2 separate regions of the Mus musculus genome follow, and region 2 is linked to region 1. The links are chromatin contacts, called in public Hi-C maps. All regions are on one chromosome and are shown on one strand. The core of a region is the stretch at or near the end of the contact, and the rest is flanking DNA. Distances in the headings are between cores, read along the strand shown. Region 1 overlaps Dock10 (dedicator of cytokinesis 10). Region 2 overlaps Nyap2 (neuronal tyrosine-phophorylated phosphoinositide 3-kinase adaptor 2).

Region 1 (5,791 bases), core at 1,974-4,473:
TTTACTTCTGTCTCAATCATGTTAGGGAACAAAAGTGCAAATTCAGAAAATCTGAAATCCCTGAATTTGGGGGGATTCTTGGAGAACCCAGGGACCAGCACCTTAGGGCAAGACTTTCAGGAAATCAGAACTGTCCCAAGCCCTGGAAGGGACAGGGCTTTTGTGCAAAAGCCCCATTCTCAATTTCTTTTCTTGAAATTTCAGTCGCTTCTTGATTGACAGATTTAAATAGGTAACAGTTAGCTTTTAAAAAATCCTACGGGGTGTTTGTAGAAACAAGTAGTCATTAGTGGCCATCCTGAGGTAGGCAGTGCCACAGGAAGGAGTGGGGAGTGAATGGATGGCTTAGCAGGTGTGAGCAGCAAAGACGGATGAAATGATAGAGTTTTCCTGGCATTTCGACAATGACCTGTTACCTGAAACTGTGCAATAGACGATAGGGCTACACTCATTTCTGGTTTTTTATCTTGTAGTTGAAAAATACTATCTAATGGAATGCTCACAAACATGGGTCCAATTCACCAAGTTGTTACATGGAAATATAATATGGTCAGAAAGTATGTACTTGATAAGGTACAAACTGCTGAGCAAAACAGTATTTGTATTTTCCCCTAAACCTAAGTTCTACAACCCCTGACTTCCACAAATCCCTGTCTAGCTTTCCTCCAAAGTGTAGTTCCTGAAAGCAAATGTGTAATATCTTTAGAGATGTCCTGAGAACCAGGCTATATAAACAATCCTCTGTGTCTTATATGCATTATGCATTTTGACACATTTTGAAAGTTGCCTTTACATAAAAGCAAGAAGTGTGTGTGTGTGTTGTTGTTGTGCGTATGTGTGTGCATGCGTGTTTATATGTAACCTAGGATCCTTAGGAATGCAAACCATTTCTGTTCCTAAGAAAATGTTCTAATGTATGTCAGAAACTATATTTTCTGGAGGTCTAGCTTTTTCTAAATGATAGCAAGCAGTGTTTGCCTTATCTCATTCTGAGATGCTTGGGATATAGTTTAGAAAATTGCATCATCTTGTGACTGCTATTGAGCAGGCAAATTGCCCTCTGGTAATTTAAAATAGCTACCTCTACTGAGAGAACAGAAATCCCCCAGAGGACATCACAATAATCAGGGTAACTTTTGTTCTTCTAAGCAGTGTTCTAAAGTACACTTTTTTTTTTTTTTACAGATTAATCATAATGAGAAATATATAGGGAAAAGTTCCTTTTCAAAACGAGTTGGTTGCTCATTGTTTGGCAGGAAACAGACTCTTTCACAGTTCGCTCGTTGTCCTTCTACTGCTGCACCAATGTGTCCACCACATTTTACCTCTGTTTTAAGGATGACTCATTTGTTCTGCTTCATCGGCTGTATTGACAACAGATGAGCATTACTGCCTATATCATTCCCAATAAAATGTCAAGTACATACAGTAAAAAGTGTTATGACTTACGTTTTAAAATGCTTTATATTTTAGTGTCTATTTTTAGATCACTCACTTATGAATCATTAATGGGAGTGTTCTAGACTGGGATGGGGGAAATAAGAGTATGCTGTTGGCAGTTCTTCAATTATGGAAGGCTGTGGAGCTGAGTGTTCTGTGTGTTGGGGAAAAAAAAAAAAGGTATGTGTTGGGTCCGTATCTCTTTCCATGAGCTGGAGTCCTGCGTCCTTAATTCTTGAGAAGACACATGGGCTGCAAACATGCCTGAAATGTATACCCATGTCTTAAGGGGCTCCGCCTGTTGGTTCAGCTTTGACAATTGGTCACATATCTGCTCAGAAAGCATGGGAAACAGCCTAGTTCATACCCTTATTTTGGCTGCTGATCCTTGGCTTAATAACCATGAAATCACTACACCAGTGCTTTTCAGACCGAGGTCTGAACTTTTGATCAGTTTTTTTGCCCTCATGTTACAGCAGCTTCCAATGGTGAAGCTTCAGAACATGGGATCTGGTATTAGGGAAATAAGACCAGGATGTTGTCAGAAAACAGTAAGCATGGGATAGATAAGGACCCAGTGGGATGCAGGGAGTTGGGGTTGGGTGAGGAGATGGCAGAATGATCCAAATGGGTACAAAGAAAAGGACCAGGCAGGAACCTAGGAGGCTGCAGTGGGACTGGGCTGAGGACTTGTATCTTAGCCAGGAAAAAAAAATTAAACCACACTCTCTTGAGCTTTGAAGCTGCCAGTCCCCAAATTTACAGTTGTCTTCTTTTACTTAACCATGAGAGTCTGTTTCAGATCTTGGGAACCCAGAGCCTATTTTCCTTGGGGAATGTGGTGACTCTCCATATACGCTCAGGAAACAATCTCATCACCATGGTTAAAGCAGCAGCAGGAACTCATTCACAGCCCCCACATCATAGCAGAGGTCCTGAAGCTGTAAAGGGATTCATGCCTAGAACATGAAAGAGCAGATGCTGAGGAGGGTCCGTCTTCACATCTTCACTGTGCTCCAGCTCTGAGGCTCTCTTCCTTCTCTAACTGAACTCTCCAGGTCTTTTGAACAATCCACTAAAAGGGGCTTAGAAGATGTGCAACTACATTAAAGGATGGTTGCTATTGGTGTCAGAGCAAAAGAAAGGTCTATATCATATCTCAAAAAGGCGTAGAGCTTCTCCACTTCCAGCAACAACTTGTTTCCCTTCTATGAGAACTGCTCCTCTAGAGAGGAGCTGATGTTGATAACAAGCTGTACTTTGATTTAAGCCTTCCAGAAATGGTGGCTGACTCTACACTAACCCTGGATGCACATTTCTCCATCTCAGCTGGCAGGGAAACAGATGAACTATTAGGTCTTATGGTTGATGTGATATTCAGACTTGAACACAGAAGAATAAATGCTTGCAAGACAAAAATTATAAAGTGTTTCCAAATGCACAGTGCTTTTTAAAAAAATACACAAATATGCCATTTGCAAAGCACACTGGATGCCATGTCATTATAATTTTGCTGAAAGCTTATTTTTTGCTATTGAAAAACTTGACAAACAGTGGTTGTTGCACATGTATGGGCCAACTATGCTGTCACTGTAAGCAGTGTAATTGATTTGGAGGGCTCTCCCAAGCCAGAAGGTGGCCTCTGTTTTTGTTGTTGGCAGAGTTAACAAAAAGCAGATGCAATTATAAATAAAATGATGGCTCAAACCAGGATTACCAGGCTAACTCAGTCAACACAGGGTTTTGTTTGATTGAATTCTGTAGATGATTTCATCAATGATTAACCTAACTTCATTAGGGGCCTCTAAAAGGAGAGCCTGCATCAGCACACTCCACAAACTCAGCCTAGTGGTTCCTCTTCGTATATCTATGTTCCTTTTACCAGCAGCCATATTTCAGTTACTGACTTCCTTGGCCATCCATGGTCAAAGCAGAAATAAAGATTGCTACCAAGTTCAGTTTAGAAATCAAAAGAAAATTGACAAGCTGGAGAAGTGAACATGTCGAATAATTAAATTATCTTTCTGCCATCCCACCCGCAACTACCCAATGTCATCTTTATTTTCTACTTCTACCTATAGGACATGAAGATCTTTGTATGCATAGCAGGATTTTTCCCAGAGGATAAGAAATCTTTCAAATAGAATTTGGAAGGCTGAGTCCATCCTAAACTAATTATTGACAAGTTGGAAATCCAAAAGCATGGAAACCGTATGCAGAAGGCACCGAGCAGAAGTGACTGACCCTCTCTTCTCTTGCCATTTCATAACAATGGAACTACGGAATCACAGCTTAGATTAGGAAATTTCTTTTGAAGCTTTTTTTTTTCCTGGCTTAATTTCAAGTCACCTCGTTGAGCTAGAGCTTGGGAAACTTAAATATTATAAGAAAAGGGGTTTATCATATTTGATGCTCTAAAAAATATCACCACCTACATTTTAACTAGATATTGCTTTCCTGTTCATAAAAATGTAAAATATTTATTTAAAACTACTTTTTAAAATATTTTATTGTTTAGAATGTATGTATGTATGTATGTAGAGAGTGGTGCATATTCAAGTCACTGTAATGCCCAAGGAAGCCAGAATAGAACTGGAGTTACAGGCAATTTTAAGGAGCCTAGCATGGGTGCTGGAACCCAAACTCTGGTCCTCTGTGAGAGCAGTACCTGTTTTAAACCACCAAACCAGCCTCTAAAACTATCCCTCATTTTAAGCATACAATAATAATGTTTTTTAAAAATTTTAGTTTTCAATTTTTATGCATATCAGTATGTGCCTGAGTATGTCTGCGCACCATGTGTGCACAGTGCAAGGAAGACCAGAAAAGAATGCCAGATCCCAGCTGCAGTGACCTCTAACCCAGGAAGCATTTTATGAACAACCAGGGGAAGAGGATTCAAAGGTTCCAAATTGCAAAGCAGGTAGAAACATCCATTACTGTAATATGATTCTTATACGCTGGACACGTGTATTAAGTTAACAAACCATCTCTAAAGAATACATGCAATTATTATTTGGTAACTGAACTAAATATTAAAAGACATTAGTTTGCAGGCTAATGTCACAGAGCACAGGAAGAAAATGAATGCTATGAAAAAGCACCAAGTTAAATCAATAATCAAATATGAATTTAGTTCTGATCATATAGAAATGAGAATCTACAAAGTGTTCTTTTTTGTATTTTTATTTTTTATTTTTTCTTAATTTTTTATTATTTTATTATTTAAATGCATTTTATACATCAAACATATTAATAATATTGAGTATTTTGAGAATCAAATAATACATAAAAATTATTCAATTTTTATATTCATAATATACCCTAAAAATACCCCTTAATACCCTAAAAATATCATTAATGAACATTTAATACTATCTATAACTGAGGATCCTATATCTAATGTGAAATACTAGGTTGTTTCAAAACATACAAAATGTTCTTTGGGGGCTAAGCATAGTAAAAGAGCATAAAATATTAAAAATGAATCATTAAGAAATATATTCAAAAGCCCTTACATGATACCACCTGACATAGTGAGAAAGTATTTAAAATGCATTCCATATCTGTGTACATTGTCTAACAATCAGTTTACTTAAAAAAGATTATCAATGTTTCTAGGAGAGAAATTATTTTATCAGTAAGTATATTTTTAAAATTTCAGAATAGCAGACTCTCTTTGAAGTTAAACATTAAGAAAATGCTAATCTCAAGCACAGTGAGAAAATTATTAAAACTGAATCTTTATAAGTATGAAACTACTCGACCATCATAGAAAAATATGCTGTGGTCTGGGAACACAGTTTGATCATATAAACTGCAAGGTGGCATTATTTTTTTTTGTCAGTTTAAATTCATTTCTTTTTAAAAAATTATTTATTCACTTTACATCCCGATCATTATCCCCTTCTCCCTGTTCCCCTTCACACACCCCTCCCCACCCCCTTCCCCTTCTCTCTGAGAAGGAGGAGGCCCCCTGGTATCATCCCACCCTGACACATCAGGTCACTGAAGGACTGGGCACATCCTCTCCTACTGAGGCCAGAAAAGGCCAGTTAGGGGAACAGGATCCACAGGCAGGCAACAAAGTCAGGGACAGTCCCTGCTCTAGTTGTTGGGAGAAGGTGGCCTTAGTTTACAAATGAGCTATATGTTGGCCATCTTCCAGCAACTGTAGGGACAATTTGAGAAAAATCTTTGTTTTGTTTATTGGCTATATTAGAAAGATTTTTTAAAAAGACCATTATTAATAATGTTGTGCAATATAATAAACTCACAGGATCTTGGGTAATCATTAGGTGTTCAGCCCTAGCCTGCACAGCACCAGCACCCAAGAGCTGAGAAGACGTTT
Region 2 (5,791 bases), core at 1,285-3,784, 360 kb before region 1:
CTGAAATACAATTTACTAATTAGAATAATGGATTCTAAATGTTGGTCTAATTTTGTGTTTTTAAAAGTCTTGCTTGTTCACTTTGCTGAAGGTGCTTGTTTTTTAAGAAACAGCAGAAAGGTCCCCTCCCCAACCTCCTGCACCTTGGCAGTGTAGCTATGTCCATATTCCAACAGAGGCATGAATATTTCAAAATGTGAGCATCACAGAACATAACTTTTAACTAGAGGTATATGTCCCCAGCAGAAATTCGTGGGTAAAGGTTTGATTTTCCTTCTACCAACTTATGATTATGATTAATTTTAAGGTAACCCACACATTTGTAATGCAGACATTTTCTTCAGGCAACCTCAAAGTTGGACTGAAGCCTCAGAGGCAATTCTATTAGCATGTTTAGGGTCTACTCTGGCAATTTCATTACATTAGACATGATATCCAGGAGCTACTTCAAATTTAGTAGGAAAAAAATACATCCCCTGATTCATATTCTAGTTCCACAATAATTCCTTTTCTGTATGTATTATCTTTAAAGATTTATAAATGCCATCTTTGCATAAAAGGTTGAGAATATTTCTCCATAGCTTAATAACTTTAGATAGGAAATAGGAAGCCCCCATAAGAACCTGTAAATAGTTTAGCACTACCCATTAAGGAAAGGGTACCTTCACCTTTGCAATGAGATTCCTTTAAGTCAGTTGCCTTGGAGTTGGAGTTCCAAATGTCCATGCCCCATAGTGATTTTCCTCTGCATCAGAAGAGCTCATCGTGGAAAGTGCCTTGTCTGGATGTGGCTGTTCTCTAAACAGCCCCTCCTCTTGCTAGCATCTGTCTATTTATTTCAGACACAGAACAGTTACTGATCATCTTTAAGCGTAAAGCCAGTAAAGAGTCCAGGATAGAATGGAAATAGGAGCAAGAGAAAAAGTCTGATATCAGTCTGTGTGAAGCTGAAATAGGCAAAGACTGAGCGGCTGATCTGAAAGACCCCATTAGTGTGGACTCAAATCTGTGATGGCAGGTGACTAAGTAGGGCCATCAGCCACTGTCATTAAAAATATTAGCATCATGTAAATCACACATTGTTGATTTGTGGGGTATATATTAATCATTTTAGGACAGGGGATGACCTTTGCTGAAAACAGTAGGAGAGGAGAATCATCAACATTTCCATATCACAAAGCACTCTCATATATTCAACAATATTAACTTCCACTATCATCACTGAAAAACTCAAAATAAATTGATATACATGTAACCATACTTGTAGAAATGGTTTTTGGATTACTAAAGAGTAGTCAGCAAGGGATGATCAATGCTGGCTACTGAAATTTTTCTTCCAAATCTGGGGTTCTATGAATTAAAGAAAACATTCCCGTGTATTTGGAAAAGTAATCAAATTTGTGCTATGTTTTTATATCTCATTCAACTCAGAAAAAGACAATCTGGATACATAGTTTTTACTTCAAAAACAAGCAAAACAGCTTGTGGTGTACTCTGAAATGATTAATAGAAAAGTGGTTTGAATTAATGACATTCACAAGAGGAAGCCAAAGTTAGAGAGGGTTATTAGGAGAGTGTCTGCTGTTTAATCTCGCTCTGCATCAACACATTAACCTTGTTTTCTCTGCCTGAACACTAAATCCTACAGTAAAATTAGGTCAGAAACTCACATTAGATCAGATCAACAGCTTCATGGCAACCCAGGCATCTGACAAGCTGCGTATGGCCACGGGCTCATCTCCAGTGTTCTTCTACGCCTGGAAGCAATGACTACCCAGAGGCTATCTCTCAGCAACCTTCAGATAATTTCTTTAAACTATAAGGCTAACTGTAGAGCTTTGTGTTTTTGAACCTTTGTTCATTCAGCTAGCTTCACTTTGTTTATGAAATAATGCTTTTTGTATCCTTTCTGACACAAATATAGGAAAGTTCGCATCCCTGCATGCCTTCATTGGAATAAACTCATTGAGGAGAGTTACATGTGACCAGATTAGCTGCTCATGGTACACTGAGTGGGTATAGCATTCAAAAATGCACACCAATGCATTTTTCTCCATAACCACAATATTCTCTGTCATGTTGTAAATAAAATTCCAAAAGCCAAAACCAACTAAAGACTACTGGTGTAATGGACCATACTTCCCTGATAAGCATTCTCTGTATAACTATGAGTTTATGTAAATAAAATGAATTGATATACAAATTTGATATCACAACCATTTCCTTTTGGCATAGTAGTAAAATAGCAAATAAAAGATAAATTTAAACTTTTTATTTGTATTGAAAATTTCTCCCTAAATGTACAAGAGAGACTGGAGTGGTGTTTTGATTCCCTTTGCATAACAGGAGATCTGAAACTCTTAAATCCACATAGTTTTCAAGTGCACACACAAATATACAATCATATGCCCCTTTAAAGGGAGCCATATTTAATCTAATTCCATTTCTGACTGTCACTTTTAAAGAGGAAATATAACCTCATATGGATCCCCTGAGGGCACCCACGGGGAATAGAGACACTGGTAATCAGCCTAAGTAGTCCTCTGTGTCAGAACCAGTTTGCTGAAGTCAAGTGCTGTCTTCCAGACTCACAATGTTTGGAGACATTTTGCTAATGTAGTGTTTCATTAATTGGGGGGGGGGGCACATTTGCTTCCTACAGTAAAAACGGTAGCTGACTAGACATGAGAATTTCCCTTTTGCCTTTATCTTAGGGGATACTTCTTACATTGGTTTTAAAACAGTCAAATGAGGTGATCTGAGTACTCATTCCAAAATTCAAAAAGAAAGGAATTCTAGAACCCTGTTGTGCTGTTGGTGTGTACAATGGCCTTTTGATTACTCATCATCTTCAGTGAATGTTGATATTTGGTGACCTAACAAGGGGTTACGTACAAACAGAGGACCTCTGAAGAAATCATGTTTTAGAGGTGTGTGCAGATGCTGTCCTCCAGGTCAGCTCTCATTCATCACCTCCTTCATTCTTACTGGCCAGAACTGCACACATTGACCACCAAAGTTTGTTCCTCACCTTTCCCCCTATTTGTGACCATTTAGGACATGGTGACTCATCTAGAATAGACTAACTTGTTGAAAGGTAGTTTTTCATGTTTGATTGGTTTATGGGCTATGGAATAAAAACAAATTTCATTTGCCAGTGCCTATACAAAGCTACTGGGATTTAAAATAACATTAGACCATGAGGCCCCAAAATAATTGTTTTCCTTCTCCATTAATTCTCTCCTTTAAGCATTTCTCAGTTTCTTACCAAATATGACTTTAAGCTGTTAAGAGAAGCACTAGAAACATCATTTCTTTTTCTTTATTTAGTATCTCTTTCTCACCAGCAAGTCTCTTCAGTAAAAAGCCCATATGACAGATAGAAGAGAAGATACAAAGAGTTAATAGTGACAGGGGCTCAAGTTGGTTCAAAAATAAGGAACTGAGCTCAGAAACCCTAAGTATCTCAGATCACAGAGCAAGCAGGGGGATGGATATTGTTTGTCTAAGGGTTCTGTGTTTAAGCTCCCCAGCTTGAGCACAAAAGGCATTTCAGCGGTCTGTGCTCCAGAAAGTCAATCAGAGGAAATCCGATTTCCATGTTTTAAGCATGCCTTGGCAGTCTGCACATTTTTGAAATTGCAACTGGCGCACTTCACAGAGAATTATCATCAATGCCTTTTCAAGGTCAAATGTGCTGCCTTTTAGAATTTCTGGCATGTATATCCCATATATTAAATCACAGAATATATATTGAAGACATTCAACAGAAAGATGAAGAAATTTTCATTAATTTGATGGTGTTCATTAATACCTTGTTGAGTTTTTCCTACTTGATATTAATTGCAAGGTAAAAAAAAATACTGAAATATGTGTTAGATTTAAATATGGGTGTTGTATGTTTTCCAGTATCCTAGAAGCCTTTAAATGCCTGTTTGAATAGAACACAGTTCATGGACTTTGTAAATAGAGGACATGTCTCATTAGAAATGTTGAAGTAAACTCACATTGAAGAAAGATTAGCATTATTTGAAAATTGTCGTACACCCACAACACTGCACAAATTAAAACCAAATTCAGACAATACTATGGTACCTGGATTAGATTGTTTGGGAAGATGACACAGCCTGTCCTCTGACAAGACAGTGAGGGAGGCCTTTAGACTCCTCCTCCAACAGAAGCATTGCTGGTCTGTCTTTGTTCACTTTTTTTCTCTCCAAGCCCCTCCCCCATACATCAGAGGACATCTATGCCATTTTGCTTTACACTGGGTTTTGCTTTTGGAAAAGAAAAATGATTTGGAGAAGTGTCAACAATTTTGGGCTCTCATAGGATTTTTACACTTCCAAGATATTTACACATTAAACTAGAATTCCAGAAAAAAGATTTTGGGCAGGGTTGAATAAGGAAGAACTGGGTTTATAAATAGCAAGACACATACTGTATCTTTTAATTCCTAAAACATGCAACCGTTATGGGGAAAGCATTAAATGTTATTTGGGATATGATCGTCTTCATCTAGGAGTAGAAGATGCCCCATAGTCTTCTCCCTTATGTGTACTTACCAGTTTTACATTATCATTCTGTCTCTAATAGGTGTGAATGATTCCCAGAGGGGTGACATTTGTGGGTCTTTTGTGAGCTACCCCTTTCAAATCTGTGATGGGATAGGTTCTAGCAGAGCAGAAGGAAGGGCGGGCTCAGGGAGGCTGCCCCTCCATTTCTTTCCCTGTTAGCTCTCCTCCAATGCTGTGGCTCTAACACTGCTCAGTCCCCCTTTGTGACTCCCCGATTAAATCTGTTGGGCTCTTTCACAGATTCCTAATCCTGTGAAGGTTTAGGTGGCTTGGAGAATATTCCTGGGGTGTTGATCATTTTAAACTTTAAATTCTAGGTGTCCTTGTTGTTATGCAAACTCGTGATTTTAAAACTTACAGGAAGATTAAGGTGACTCTCCAAAATATGTTATAGAACTCTTATTATAATCTCTACCCAAAGTCTGGGTCTTTTACCCAAACCTCCAACCAAAATCTCTACCAGAGTAGTTATAAGGCCTTTGAATATTTACACATAAGTATCGGCTCCCATTCTCTGCTATTTGCCTTAAACTTGCATCAGGTTCAGTCTTGGCCACTTCATAAAGTAGAAATGTCATTCTGCTAGTTCAAGCAATAACAGGGAGGAAAACAGCAGACTAACCCCAAGCTCACCATTCACTCTCCCTACTCAATGCCTAAGTCTCATCAATTACAAAGTTTATATCGTGCTCAGAATTTAGCTACTGTGCCCAATTTTACTGTGGCCAATCATGGCCATTCCTTGTGAATTAGAACCAGACAGGAGAATTGATTTGAATGTGGGGTCTTTTTTTTTATTCAATTATTGAAATGTGTTAGAATTAACTCTATTTTACAAGGTGAAAGTCCGTGCAGACTGTTTTTTTTTTTTCATCTTAGTAAGTGATCTGTGCTTTGTAATATAGTCTTAGAAAGTCATCCGATTAGTCCAGCAAAATGAGCTCAAGTTCATACAACTGTATCTCTGACACATTGCTCATCATGTAGTGACAGAAGTTGATGCATCTCCATGTATCTAGATACTTGCACCCAAGTGCTTTAGAGCTCAGATTCCCACCTCATTTTTGGTGCCTCTTTAAACACATGTGAGTAAAAGCATTTGAAACTTAGCCACTTCTGCTGTCGCTGTGTTTGACTATTTCTGCAGAAGCCTATTAAAGGCTGTTAATGCAATACAGAAGCTAGTGGGAAAGGAGTGTCCATTGTGCTGTTCT

What was found. Hi-C and Micro-C count contacts between places; a contact is called where the count stands out from the background.
Region 2: a contact with region 1 is called in a Hi-C map of the N1E-115 cell line, with 2.4 times the contacts expected there. The contact joins two enhancer-like sites. A contact is called at or near these places in 1 of 484 Hi-C or Micro-C datasets (the N1E-115 cell line) and 1 of 9 other capture datasets (pancreatic islet).

Annotation. Positions count from the first base shown.
Region 1 is chr1:80,733,528-80,739,318 of GRCm38.p6, reverse strand. All of the region lies in intron 1 of Dock10 (dedicator of cytokinesis 10), which reads left to right. Among named protein-coding and RNA genes, the nearest start is that of Dock10, 22 kb to the left of the region's middle. Within about 2 kb of position 3,223, at least 15 of the 459 cell types and tissues checked have an H3K27ac peak or open chromatin away from gene starts, as enhancers often do. A contact at or near this core is called in the N1E-115 cell line, where this site is marked.
Region 2 is chr1:81,088,969-81,094,759 of GRCm38.p6, reverse strand. All of the region lies in intron 2 of Nyap2 (neuronal tyrosine-phophorylated phosphoinositide 3-kinase adaptor 2), which reads right to left. Among named protein-coding and RNA genes, the nearest start is that of Nyap2, 14 kb to the right of the region's middle. Within about 2 kb of position 2,534, at least 3 of the 459 cell types and tissues checked have an H3K27ac peak or open chromatin away from gene starts, as enhancers often do. A contact at or near this core is called in the N1E-115 cell line, where this site is marked.